Regions from separate parts of the Sus scrofa genome. Here region 1 is linked to region 2. A link is a contact called in public Hi-C data. All regions are on one chromosome and are shown on one strand. Each heading gives the region's core, a stretch centred on a gene start, on an enhancer-like site or on the middle of the called end of the contact. The rest is flanking DNA. Distances are from core to core; before and after follow the strand shown. Region 1 holds the start of TSPAN16 (tetraspanin-16). Region 2 has its middle 13 kb from the start of SPC24.

Region 1 (6,085 bases), core at 2,647-5,146, 120 kb before region 2:
AAAAAAAAAAAGGAAGTAATTGAAGCAATCAATAATACAAATTGAATAGGTAAATCATGCTACAGCCATGCAATAGAAACCTAGACACATATTTTAACTTTTTTTTTTTTTTTTTAACTTTTTGTCTTTTCCAGGGCTGACCCGAGGCATATGGAGGTTCCCAGGCTAGGGGTCCAATCAGAGCGGTAGCCTCTGGCCTACACCACAGCCACAGCAACGAGGGATCCGAGCCACGTCTGCGACCTACACCACAGCTCACGGCAACGCCGGATCCTTAACCCACTGAGCAAGGCCAGGGATTGAACCCACATCCTCATGGTTCCTAGTCGGATTCTTTAACCACTGAGCCACAGTAGGAACTCCATGTATTTTAAAATAATGCTTTGGGAGAGGGAGTGGCAAATTTTTTTGGAAAAGTCCCTAATATTGTGAGCATTGCAGGCCTTTTAGTCTCAGTTGAAATGACTCAGCTAGTGTAAGCAGCCATGCACAATCCATAAATGAATTTATTTTATTTGCAAATAAATGTTATCTACCTATCATTCATCTATCTATCAATCTTCAAGACTGCACTTTGCTGACCCCTGTTATAGGAGAATGTTTATTGATTCGTAAAGATGTTAAGGCCTAAAATTTTAAAAAAAGTAGATTGTCATCAAGCATGGTTGTTGGCTTTTATCTAACAGAGTTGAAAACTTATGTTCACATGAAAACCTGTACATGGATGCTTTTAACAGCTTTATCCATCATTGCCAAAATTTGGACGAAACCAAGATGGCCTTCGGCATGTGACTTGATAGATAAATTGTGATACATCCAAACAATGGAACAGTGGCACTAAAAAGATTGAGTCGAGTTCCCATTGTGGCTCAGTGGTAGCGAATCCGACTATTATCCTTGAGGATTCAGGTATGATCCCTGGCCTCGCTCAGTCAATTAAGAATCTGGCGTTGCCACGAGCTGCAGTATAGGTCACAGATGTGGCTCGGATCCCCAAATTGCTGTAGCTGCGGGGTAAGCCGGCAGCTGCAGCTGATTCAACCCCTAGCCCGGGAACTTCCACATGCAGCAGGTGTGGCTCTAAAAAAGACCAAAAAAAAAAAAAAAAAGGGAATGAGCTATCAAACTACGAAAAGACATAGAGGAGGGAGTTCCCATTGAGGCTCAGCAGGTTAAGAACCCAACATAGTGTCTGTGAGGATGTGAGTTTGATCCCTGCTTTATTCAGTGAGTTGAGGACCTGGCATAGGCTGGTGGCTACAGCTCTGATTCAACGCCTAGTCCAGGAACTTCTATATGCCACAGGTGTGGCTGTAAAAAGAAAAAAAAAAAAAGATGTAGAGGAAAATTAATTGGCACATTGCTGAGTGGAAGCAGCCAATCTAAAGGCTGCATGGTTTATGATCCCGCATATATGACATCCTGGAAAAGACAAAACTATGGAGACAGAGGAAAGGTCAGTGTTTGCCGGGAGTAGGGGGGAGTGTTGGGTGGAGCACAGAGGATTTTTAGGGAAGTGAAACTATTCATTTGATGCTGAAATGGTGTGGATACATTTGTCAAAAGCCATGGAATAGGCAACACCAAGAGTGAACCTTAATATAAAGTATGAACTTTGGGGATTTCCTGCTGTGGTGCAACAGGATTGGCAGTCTTGAGAGCACTGGGATGCAGGTTCGACCCCCAGGCCTGGTACAGTGGGTTAAGGACCTGGCATTGCCGCAGCTGTGGCTTGGGTTGACACTGTGGCTCGGATCTGATCCCTGGCCCAGGAACTCCATATGCCGTGGGTTGGCCACAAAAGAAAAAAAAAGATAAAATACGGACTTTGGGTGATAATGATATCAATGTAGCTTCATTATACCAAATGTACTCTGCTGGGGAATGTCGATAATGGGGGAGGCTGTGTGTGCGGGGGCAGGGTTTATACAGGAAATCTCTGTGCCTTCTGCTCAATTTTGCTGTGAACCTAAAACTGCTCTAAAAAATAGTCAAGTTGAAAAGAGGAAAAACAATTTCTTTAAAAGGGAAAAAAGCAGCAAAACAAAACCCCATGTTTGTTTTGCTGCTTTTAAAAGGTACAGACAAAAGTCTAGAAGGATATAATGATACTTATTGAGCCACATTCCCATGATGGGCATAAGCCTTTTAAATGCATTATCTTGTTTAACTCCCATCAAAATGTACATCACAGGTAAGGAGAGGAGGAGTGATTTTTTTTTTTTTTTGGGTCATTTCTAGGGCTGCACCGCAGCATGTGGAGGTTCCCAGGCTAGGGGTCTAATCGGAGTTGTAGCCACCAACCTACACCAGAGCCACAGCAACTCTGGATCTGAGCCACATCTGCGACCTACACCACAGCTCAAGGCAATGCCAGATTCTTAACCCACTAAGTAATGCCAGGGATCGAACCTGCAACCTCATGGTTCCTAGTAGGATTCGTTAATCACTGAGCCATGACGGGAACTCCGAGGAGGAGTGATTTTTAATTTTCTTCTCTTTCCTGGCAGCCTTTACTCATACTGTTTTACTATTAAAAACAATGACTTCTGGAGTTCCCGTTGTGGCCCAGTGGGTTAAGAACCTGACTAGTATCCATGAGGATGCTGGTTCTATTCCTGGACTCAATAAGTGGGTTAAGGAAAATAAACAAAAAAGAAAGCAACTACTTCTTTAACAGTGAATATTTCAGATTACTTTTTTTGAGGTGGGGGGCTGCATCTGCTGCAAGTGGAAGTTCCCGGGCCAGGGGTCAAACCCAAGCTGCAGCTGCAGCCTGTGCTACAACCTCAGCAATGCCAGGTCCTTAACCCAATGAGCCACCAGGGAACTCCTTGGGTTACTTTTACAGTAAGAAAAAAATGGTTTGAAAAAATGTAAAGGACAGAGAGTTCCTGTGGTGGCTCAGTAGGTTAAGGATAGGACTAGTATCCATGAGGATGCAGGTTCAATCCCTGGCCTTGCTCAGTGGGTTAAGGATCTGGCATTGCCGTGAGCTGTGGCGTCAGTCACAGACACAGCTCGGATCTGGCATTGCCATGGCTGTGGTGTAGGCTGGCAGCTGCCAGGCAGGCTCCGTTCTCTCCACCTCCTGCCCAGAACCCCTCATCCCATGATCCCTCATCCCGCCAGGGCTCTTCTCCCTGTGGGCTCTGCAATCCCCACCCCCCTAGCCTGAGGACCTCCATATGCTGCAGGTATGGCCCTGAAAAAATGCAAAACAAAATTTAAAAAAGTAAAGAACCAGAGTTCCCGTCTTGGCGCAGCGCAAATGAATCTGAGTAGGAACTATGAGGTTTTGGGTTTGATCCCTGGCCTCCCTCAGTGAGTTAAGGTTCTGGCATTGCCGTGAGCTGTTGTGTAAGTCACAGATGTGGCTCAGATCCTGCGTTGCTGTGGCTATGGCGTAGGCCGTCAGCTGTAGCTCTGATTTGACCCCTAGCCTGGGAACCTCCATATGCAGCAGATGAGGCCCTAAAAAGCAAAGGGAAAAAAAAAAAAGGTAAAGGACCCAGAGAAGGCAGAGAAATAAAGGACTCCTCTGCCTGATTTCAGCAGCTCTGGGTCGTTGGAGGCGACGCCTGGTCCCAGAGCGTCCTGCTCCTCGTCAGTCTGCCCTACATCCCTCCTGGTTCCCTAGGGACCACAGATCTGGATGCCAGTGAATTAGATCAACTTATTTCTGTCTTTGAAGGAGCCAGCTGTGGAGGAAGGGCTGCAAAGCCCCCAGGGACCGGATTGTGACATACTTACAGCCATGATGCCATTGAAGAAAGATAACAGTTTCTTCAAGGAATAATACGTAGTGTGTACTTCAGCCATGTCGGCCAGACTGGTGTGCTCTGACCATTTAAGTCAGCATCTTCCTAAACCTCTGGGCTATGTTTTCCAAGATGGTAGAGGTTTGGGGGCACCAAAGCTGACCTGCTCTGCCCCCTCTCTTTCCTGATTGCCTCTTTCTCTGCATGGAAGGGGGTCTAGCAGCTGCCTCTCTTCAGTCATCAGCCTTTATCACATCACAATCAGATGCCAGAGCAAGGATCCTAGTGCTAGGGAAGTAGGTGCCCCAAACTGCACCCTGCTGGTTCCTCATTCTCCAAATGGGTCACACCAAGGATGGAGAAGAGACATGGTGTGCCACCCTGGTACCCCTTTGATGCTACCCAGGCCCTGTGGGCATAGTGCTCAGCACTGACCAACTATGTAGCTAATGCCCCCACTAGACTGGAACCTCCTAGTGGACAGGGGCCTGGGTTCTCCTACCCATGGCTATGTTCCCAAAGCCTGATACACAGTGGTGCTCAAGAAACCTCTGTGGAATGAACAAAGAGGTTCCACAAAGCAGGAATCTAGCTGCAAGCCTTCAGGTTCCCCAAGTCCCTCCCTACACCTTAGCTCACTGAGTTCATCCTCTTCACAGAGCTCAGAGAGGCCAAGGTAACTGCCCACAGCCACACAGGCAGCAGAGCCAAGGCTGGGCTTTGGAGTTCCCAGAGTGATACAAAGGTAAGAACTCAGACCCCTGTGTACCTGAGAGCCTGTACTTTCTCCATCCAAGGTCTGCTCATCCACAGCTAGTGAAGATACTGTCCTTGAGCCCATGTGTCATTGATCACTAGGCCTTTCTTGATAACACAGACACAGAGGGCATCTCACAGCAAAAAAATGTACTTGTAGGCTCTGATGGCTCCCAGGCCCAGTTCCTTGCAGCCACTAGCCCCTACTGTCTCTCTCTCTCCACCCCATCTAGGTCCAAGCCTGTGCTCCTCCGTGCAGCTTGTCTGTGGCCAGGTCCTGGAGGGCTCAGGGTTTTCATGATCTTCGGTAACTCCCAAGGCCCAACTAAAGAAAGAAAATACTTTCCACTTGAATTAACTGAATGAATGTTTGTCAAATTGCCTGCTCCTTGGAACATGTAAAACTAAGCAAGATGTTTCTGAAGGCGTCACTGTCTCCTCCCTGGACCATGGGTCACATCAATGCTAGGAGTGCGTCCTTCCACATCTTTTTCTAAAAGGTCATTTGAAATAAGGAGCCTCAGAACTAGGATCTGAGGGCCCAAAAATAGGAGTACAAAGGTGGGGAGAAAACAGAGGCAAAGAGCAGGACAGAAGGACGGCAAAAGAGGGAGGGAAAATGAAGGACAGATATAGGGCAGGGAAGGTGGGGGGGCAGAGTGGTGTGGACGTAGGGTCCTGCTCCAAAGGTAAGCAGCCCTGGCCGAAACTGGGAAATGAGTACCTAACGCTGGACGTGGCTGGAGCCCCAGAGACAGCCCCGCCCCCGAGGCAGCCCCGTCCCCGAGGCAGCCCCGCCCCGAGGCAGCCCCGCCCCGAGGCAGCCCCGCCCCCGCCCCGCCCCGACTTCCCAGCAAGACGGAGGCCCACGTCCCGGCCTCGCGCACCCCCTGGTGGCCATCAGAGAAAATACTGCCCTTCCTACTCGCCGAGTCTGACTCTCCTAGCCAGATACATCTATTTTTTTTACTTTTTTATTATTTGCTTTTTAGGGCCGCACCCACGGCACATGGAAGTTCCCAGGATAGCGGTCAAATCGGAGCTACGGCTGCGGGCCTGTGGCACAGCCACAGCAAAGGTGGATCCTAGTCGAATCTGCTACTTAGGCCACAGCTCACAGCAACGCTGGATTTCCCAACCCACTGAGCCAGGCCAGGGATGGAACTCTCATCCTCATGGAAATCGATTCGTTTCTGCTGCGCCACAACGGGAACTCCCAGATACACCAAAATGTGCCTCTGTCCCCCAGGGCCGCCACTCAGCACTCCGGCGTGAGGAAATGGAGAGGCAAGACCCACCCCTAAGTCCCCCCAACACACACACACACACACACACACTGAATTGATGCAAAGAGACAGAATAGCGCAGGCATCCTGCGAACTGAAAATTCAAGACATTTGGGAGGGAAAGAAAACAAAAAGCAAAAAACAAACAAACAAACAAAAAAACACTGAAGAAAGCCGGTGAAATTTATCAGAGGTCAAAGGGTCTAGAAAACAGTGATAAACCCCTCTTGAGGTGGCGCTATAGAGCAATTAGGAGGACACTGAAACACCACTGCAGAATAA
Region 2 (5,958 bases), core at 286-2,785:
AATCTCCATATGCCACAGATGTGGCCTTAGAAAAAGACAAAAAAAAAAAAAAAAAAAAAAAAAAAAATGTGGAGACAGTGATCCTTGCAGGGGGAACAGTAAATGCAAAAGGTAGGTGTTCAGAGGCAGCCGAGGGGCCAGCATGGAGAGGACCACAAGGCCACAGGGCTGGATCATGCCAGGCCTGCAGTCCTCAATGAGACATGAGGAGGATTTTCGGATTGGGGAGGGGCCCCAGAGTTGGGGCTTGGGGAAAGGGAAGCCTGACAGTGGCCTCTTGACACACGTCATGGTGCAGAGCCCAGTGGACTAGGGGGCTAGTCTCACTGAACCCCCAAGCTCCCCCCTCCATCCCACTCACAGCCATGTGTACAGCGTGGGAGAGGAGGCAGGGGTGAGCAGAGCAGCTGTGCTGGGGAGGAGCCCCTTCACCCAGGGCAGGAGTCAGTGCTGAAACCTGAGCTGCCTGGAGGGGAGGCAGGACAGGTCCCAGGAGTCCTGGAGGCTGTCCCCGCACTGGCCTCCACTCCCGGACACACGCTGCTGCCCTGCTTGGTGGGGTGGATGATCTGACCAGTGACCGCTCAAACTCCAACTCTCAGCTGCTCTCTCATCCCTTCATCAACAAGGGAATTCACTTCCTGGGGGAGGGGAGAGGGCTCAGATGGGGGAGGGGCCGGCATGGGGACAGCTCTCCCCCCCTTTCCTCCCTCCCTTCCTGCCCCCCCTTCCCTCCCACGGACCTGGGCTCAGCCCAGCAGGCTCCAGCCTGACTCACCACAGGCAGCTGTGGTTTCGGATGCCGGGCTGGGGGCGGCAGAGGACACGAGTTGGGGCGACAGGCTTGGGGGAGCAGTTTCCTCCCACTGTCCAGCCGGTCCTGGCCAGAGCTGTTGAGCCGGTGGAGAGGGGGAGGTCAGGGTCCCTCATGCCTGCACCTTGTTCTCTAGGTCCAGTCTGCTCCCCACCCCTTTGTGGGGCTGGGCCCACCGACCAGCTCCAAGTGACATTCACACCTTTCCCTAGGGGACCCCACTGGAGCACAGAGAGGACCACCACCAGGCTGCCCCCACCCCCCTGCGCGCCCTCGGGCTCCTGGAGGAGAGAGGCAAATGGGGGTTGGGTCCCACTAGGAATTGCGGGAGCCCAGCCCTGTGACCCAGTCTCCATTTTCCCATCCCTAAAATGGGCTTTGGGCTTGTCCCCTACTTAGGCAGCAGAGGAGTTAACCCCCCAAAAGCATTTGCTTTTATTTGTCCTGAGGTTCTAATCCTGAGTGTCTGTGTCACACTCAGTGCCATGAAGGGGGTGCCTGCCGAAGGATTTCAGTAACTACCCGCTCCCTTAATGGAAAATTGCCTAGGCCAGAGACCAGAAGCTTCCATCACCTCTGGCCTCTCCCAGACTCTGCCTCACTTCGGGACCTCCTAAGTTCTGCCCCACCCGCCCCTGGCGGCACCCTCGGCCCCTCCAGCGTGCCTGGCCACTCAGGCTCATTTGTCCAGTTTGCCACACGGCTGAGCATGAAGTCAGTCAATCAAACAATTATCGACCGTCCGTGTGTGCAGGCCCCGGACACTTCCTGTGCGGTCTGCTCAGCTTTCGCCCCCAGAGGCATTTTGGAACCTTCCCAGGACAAAAGGCGGAAGGAAGGAAGGAAGTGCCACCCAGTGGACACAGAAAAGATAACAGTCCCTGCGGCTCCTGGTGCTTCTCTCCACCAGATCGCCTGGCACTCGCCAAGCTGGGGAGGTGGAGATCAGCAACGCCGCCACTTCACTTGGGGAAACTGAGGCTCTGATGGATCCAAGGTCATCCAGCTCAACCCAGGCCGCCTGGCCCAGTATGTGCTCTTTCTTCCCACATTGGCCCCACACTCCGGGTCTTTTGCTCCTGGGCCCATCACTGCCATCTCTCAGTCCACTCTGTAAGGCAGGGAAACCCCATTTCACAGGTCCCGCTGGGTTCAGCCCACGGAGGGTACTGGTGGAAGGGGTCCTGGAGGTGGGGAGAGGCCTGAGTCTGCCATGGACCGGTCTCCAAGGTTCCCATAGCTCCTGGGCTCCGGGAGCAGGGCATCTTCCTCTGCTGTTATTTGTGGATGACTTCTTGTTTCTGCATCTGGTCTTTTTATTTATTTATTTATTTATTTTAGTAGTATTTAGCATTATTCTCAGTTGTAGTCTGATATACATAACATAAACTTTATTTTTTTGGCTGCATCTGCTGCATGCAGAAGTTCCTAGGGCCAGGGGTCGTACCTGGGCCACAGCAGTGCCCAGAGCCACTGCATTGACAACACAGGATCCTTATTAACCTCCTGAGCCACCAGGAAACTCCCTGAACTTTACCATCTAAACCATGTTGCAGGAGTTCCAGTTGTGGGGCAATGGAATCTCCAGTGTCTCTGGGACACTGGGATGCAGGTTCAATCCCCAGCTTGGCACAGTGGGTTAAGGATCTGGCATTGTCTAGCAGCAGTAACTATGGCTCAGATCTGATCCCTGCTCTGGGAATTCCATATGCCACAAGGTGGCCAAAAAAGAAAAAACAGAAAAAGCATGCTGCAGCTCAGTGGCATTACGCACACTCCCATTGTGCCACCATCCCCACCATCCATACAGCTCTTTCCTCTTGCAAACCTGAAAGCCTGTACCGATTACCTGCCAACTCCCCATCCCTGTCCCTCAGCCCCTGGCACCCGCTGTCCTACTTTCTGTCTCTAGGAATTTGACTACACTAGTGACTTCATGTAAGCGGAATCAGACAGTAGTTATCTTTTTGTAACTGACTGATTTCCCTTTAGCACAATGACCTCGAGATCTATCCATGTCTTAGCCCGTGTCCCAGTTTTCTTTCTTTTTCAGGCTGAAAAATATTCCATTGTATATATACACATATTTTTTACCTCTTCACCTGTGGATGGACATGTGGGTTGTTTCCACCTTTGGCTATTGCAAATAATTCTATGAACTCAGGTGTGCAAATATTTAGGTCACTGATTTCAATTCTTCTGTGTTTATATACCCAGAAATGGAACTGCTGGATCACATGATAGTTCCCTTTTTTTTTTCTTTTTTTCCTTTTTCCTTTTTTGGCCTCCCTGCAGCATATGGAGGTCCCAGGTTAGGGATCAGATCTGAGCTGCATTTGTGACCTAAGCCACAGCTGCAGCAACACCAGATCCTTTGACTCACTGTGACAGGCCAAGGATTGAACCTGTGTCCTGGAGCTGCAGAGATGCTGCCAATCCTGTTGCAGCACAATGGGAACTCTGATAGTTCTTTCTTTTTTTTTTTTTTAATGTGATCTCTTGCAGGTATGAGGTTATTTCAATATTGGGAACTGGTACTAATTAACAAGGTTTCAACAGGGTAATAAGTTACCCATTTTGGTGTCTGCGTGTTGTAAACTTTTTTTTAAAAACTCAGTTTTATATATTTATAGTAGTACAAGCATCATCATAACCCAGTTTTATAGCATTCCCATCCCTCCCCCCACAACCTGTCTTCTTTGGTAACTGTAAGTTTTTCAAAGTCTCTGAGTCGGTTTCTGTTCTGCAAAGAAGTTCATTGTATCCTGTTTTTAGATTCCACATATTAGTGATAGCATATAACATTTGTGTCTGTCTAACTTCACTTAGCATGATAATTTCCAGGTCCATCCATGTTGCTGCAAATGCCGTTATTCCATTCCTTTTTATGGCTGAGTAATGTTCCATTGTGTTTATGTACCACATCTTCCTTAGCCACTCCTCTCTCCGTGGACATTTAGGTTTCTTCCATGTCTTGGCGATTGTATATAGTGCTGCAATGAACATTGGAGTACATGTATCTTTTCAAGTCATGGGTTTTCTCTGCATAGATGTCTAGGAGTGGGATTGTTGGATCAAATGGTAATTCTCTTTTTAGTTCTGTGAGGAATCTCCATACTGTTTTCCATAGTGGTCGCACAAATTTACATTCCCACTGACAGTGTAAGAAGATTCCCTTTTCTCTATACCCTCTCCAACATTTATTGTTTGTAGTCTCTTTGATGATGGCCATTCTGGCTGGTGTAAGGTGGTACCACATAGTCATTTTCATTTGCATTCCTCTGATAATTAGTGATGTCGATTATCTTCTCATGTGTGTTTTGGCGATCTGTATGTCTTCTTCAGAGAATTGTCTATTTAGATCTGCCCATTTTTTAATGGAGTTGTTTGTTTTTTTGGTATTGAGCTGCAGGAGGTGTTTTTATATTTTGGGGATTAATCCCTTGTCAGTCACTTCATTTGCAAATGTTTCCTCCCATACTGTGGGTTGTCTTGTTGTTGTTGTTGTTTTTATTTTTATTTTTTTATTTTTTATTACTCAAATGAATTTATCACATCTGTAGTTGTATAATGATCATAACAATCTGATTTCACAGGATTTCCATCCCACAGCCCAGGCACATCCCCCCACCCCCCAAACTGTCTCCTCCCGAGACCATAAGTTTTTCAATGTCTGTGAGTCAGCATCTGTTCTCCAAAGAAGTTCAGTCTGTCCTTTTTTCAGCTTCCACATGTCAGTGAAAGCATTTGATGTTGGTGTCTCATTGGATGGCTGACTTCACTTAGCATGATAGTTTCTAGGTCCATCCGTGTTGCAAAAAATGCTGGTATTTCGATCTTTTTTAATGGCTGAGTAATATTCCATTGTGTATATGTACCACATCTTCTTGATCCACTCCTGCATCGATGGACATTTGGGTTGTTTCCATGTCTTGGCTATTGTAAATTGTTGCAATGACCATCGGAGTACGTGTGTCTTTGCGAGTCGTGGTTTTCTCTGGGTAGATGCCCAGGAGTGGGATTGCTGGATCAAATGGTAGTTCTATGTTTAGTTTTCTGAGGAATCTCCATACTATTTTCCACAGTGGTTGCACCAATTTACAATCCCACCATGTCGTTTTGTCTTGTTTAGGGTTTTCTTTGCTGTGAAAAACTTTTCAGCTTAATTAGGTCCTTTTTTTTATTTTAATTGTCTTTATTCTAGGAGGTGGATCTGAGAAGCTATTGCTGTGGTTTATGTCAGAGAGTGTTTGGCCTATGTTTTCCTCTAAGAGATTTATACTATCCAGTCTTTTTTTTTTTTTTTTTTTTTTTTTTGTCTTTTTGTTGTTGTTGTTGTTGTTGCTATTTCTTGGGCCGCTCCCGCGGCATATGGAGGTTTCCAGGCTAGGGGTTGAATCGGAGCTGTAGCCACCGGCCTACGCCAGAGCCACAGCAACGCAGGATCCGAGCCGCGTCTGCAACCTACACCACAGCTCACGGCAACGCCGGATCGCTAACCCACTGAGCAAGGGCAGGGACCGAACCCGCAACCTCATGGTTCCTAGTCGGATTCGTTAACCACTGCGCCACGACGGGAACTCCACTATCCAGTCTTATATTTAGGTTTTTAATCCATTTTGAGTTTATTTTTGTGTATGGTGTTAGGGAGTGTTCTAATTTCATTCTTTTACATGTAGCTGTCCAGTGTTCCCAGCACCACTTATTGAAGGGGCTGTCTTCTCTCCATTGTATATTCTTGCTTCCTCTGTCATAGATTTGTTGACTGTAGGCGCGTCAGTTTAATTCTGGGCTTTCTATCCTGTTCCACTGATCTATATTTCTGTCTTTGTGTCAGTACCATTCTGTCTTGATGACTGTAGGTTTGCAGTATAGTCTGAAGTGAGGAAGCCTGATTCCTGCAGCTCCATTTTTCTTTGTCAGGATGGCTTTGGCTAGTCTGGGGCTTTTGTGCTTCCAAACTTTGTTCTAGTTCTGTAAAAACGCCATTGGTAATTTGATAGGGAATGCATTGACTCTGTAGATTGCCTTTGGCAGTATAGTCATTTTGACAATATTGATTCTTCCAATCCTAAAGCATGGTATATCTTTCCATCTGTTTGTGTCATCTTTGATTTCTTTCATCAGCGTCTTATAATTTTCAG

What was found. A called contact is a pair of places that touch in the nucleus more often than the background predicts.
Region 1: a contact with region 2 is called in a Hi-C map of embryonic fibroblasts, with 2.7 times the contacts expected there. The contact joins the promoter of TSPAN16 here to the enhancer-like site in region 2. A contact is called at or near these places in 1 of 5 promoter capture datasets (liver), 5 of 47 Hi-C or Micro-C datasets (embryonic fibroblasts, liver, retroperitoneal adipose tissue and 1 more) and 1 of 2 datasets of contacts at active chromatin or transcription factors (skeletal muscle).

What each region holds. Positions count from the first base shown.
Region 1 is chr2:69,996,990-70,003,074 of Sscrofa11.1, reverse strand. It overlaps TSPAN16 (tetraspanin-16), which reads right to left and starts at 3,896. Exons shown (of 6, transcript XM_021083874.1): 1 at 3,754-3,896. The coding sequence starts at 3,822.
Region 2 is chr2:69,874,043-69,880,000 of Sscrofa11.1, reverse strand. No RefSeq gene overlaps it. Among named protein-coding and RNA genes, the nearest start is that of SPC24, 13 kb to the left of the region's middle. Within about 2 kb of position 1,535, at least 48 of the 83 cell types and tissues checked have an H3K27ac peak or open chromatin away from gene starts, as enhancers often do. A contact at or near this core is called in embryonic fibroblasts, liver, retroperitoneal adipose tissue and 1 more, where this site is marked.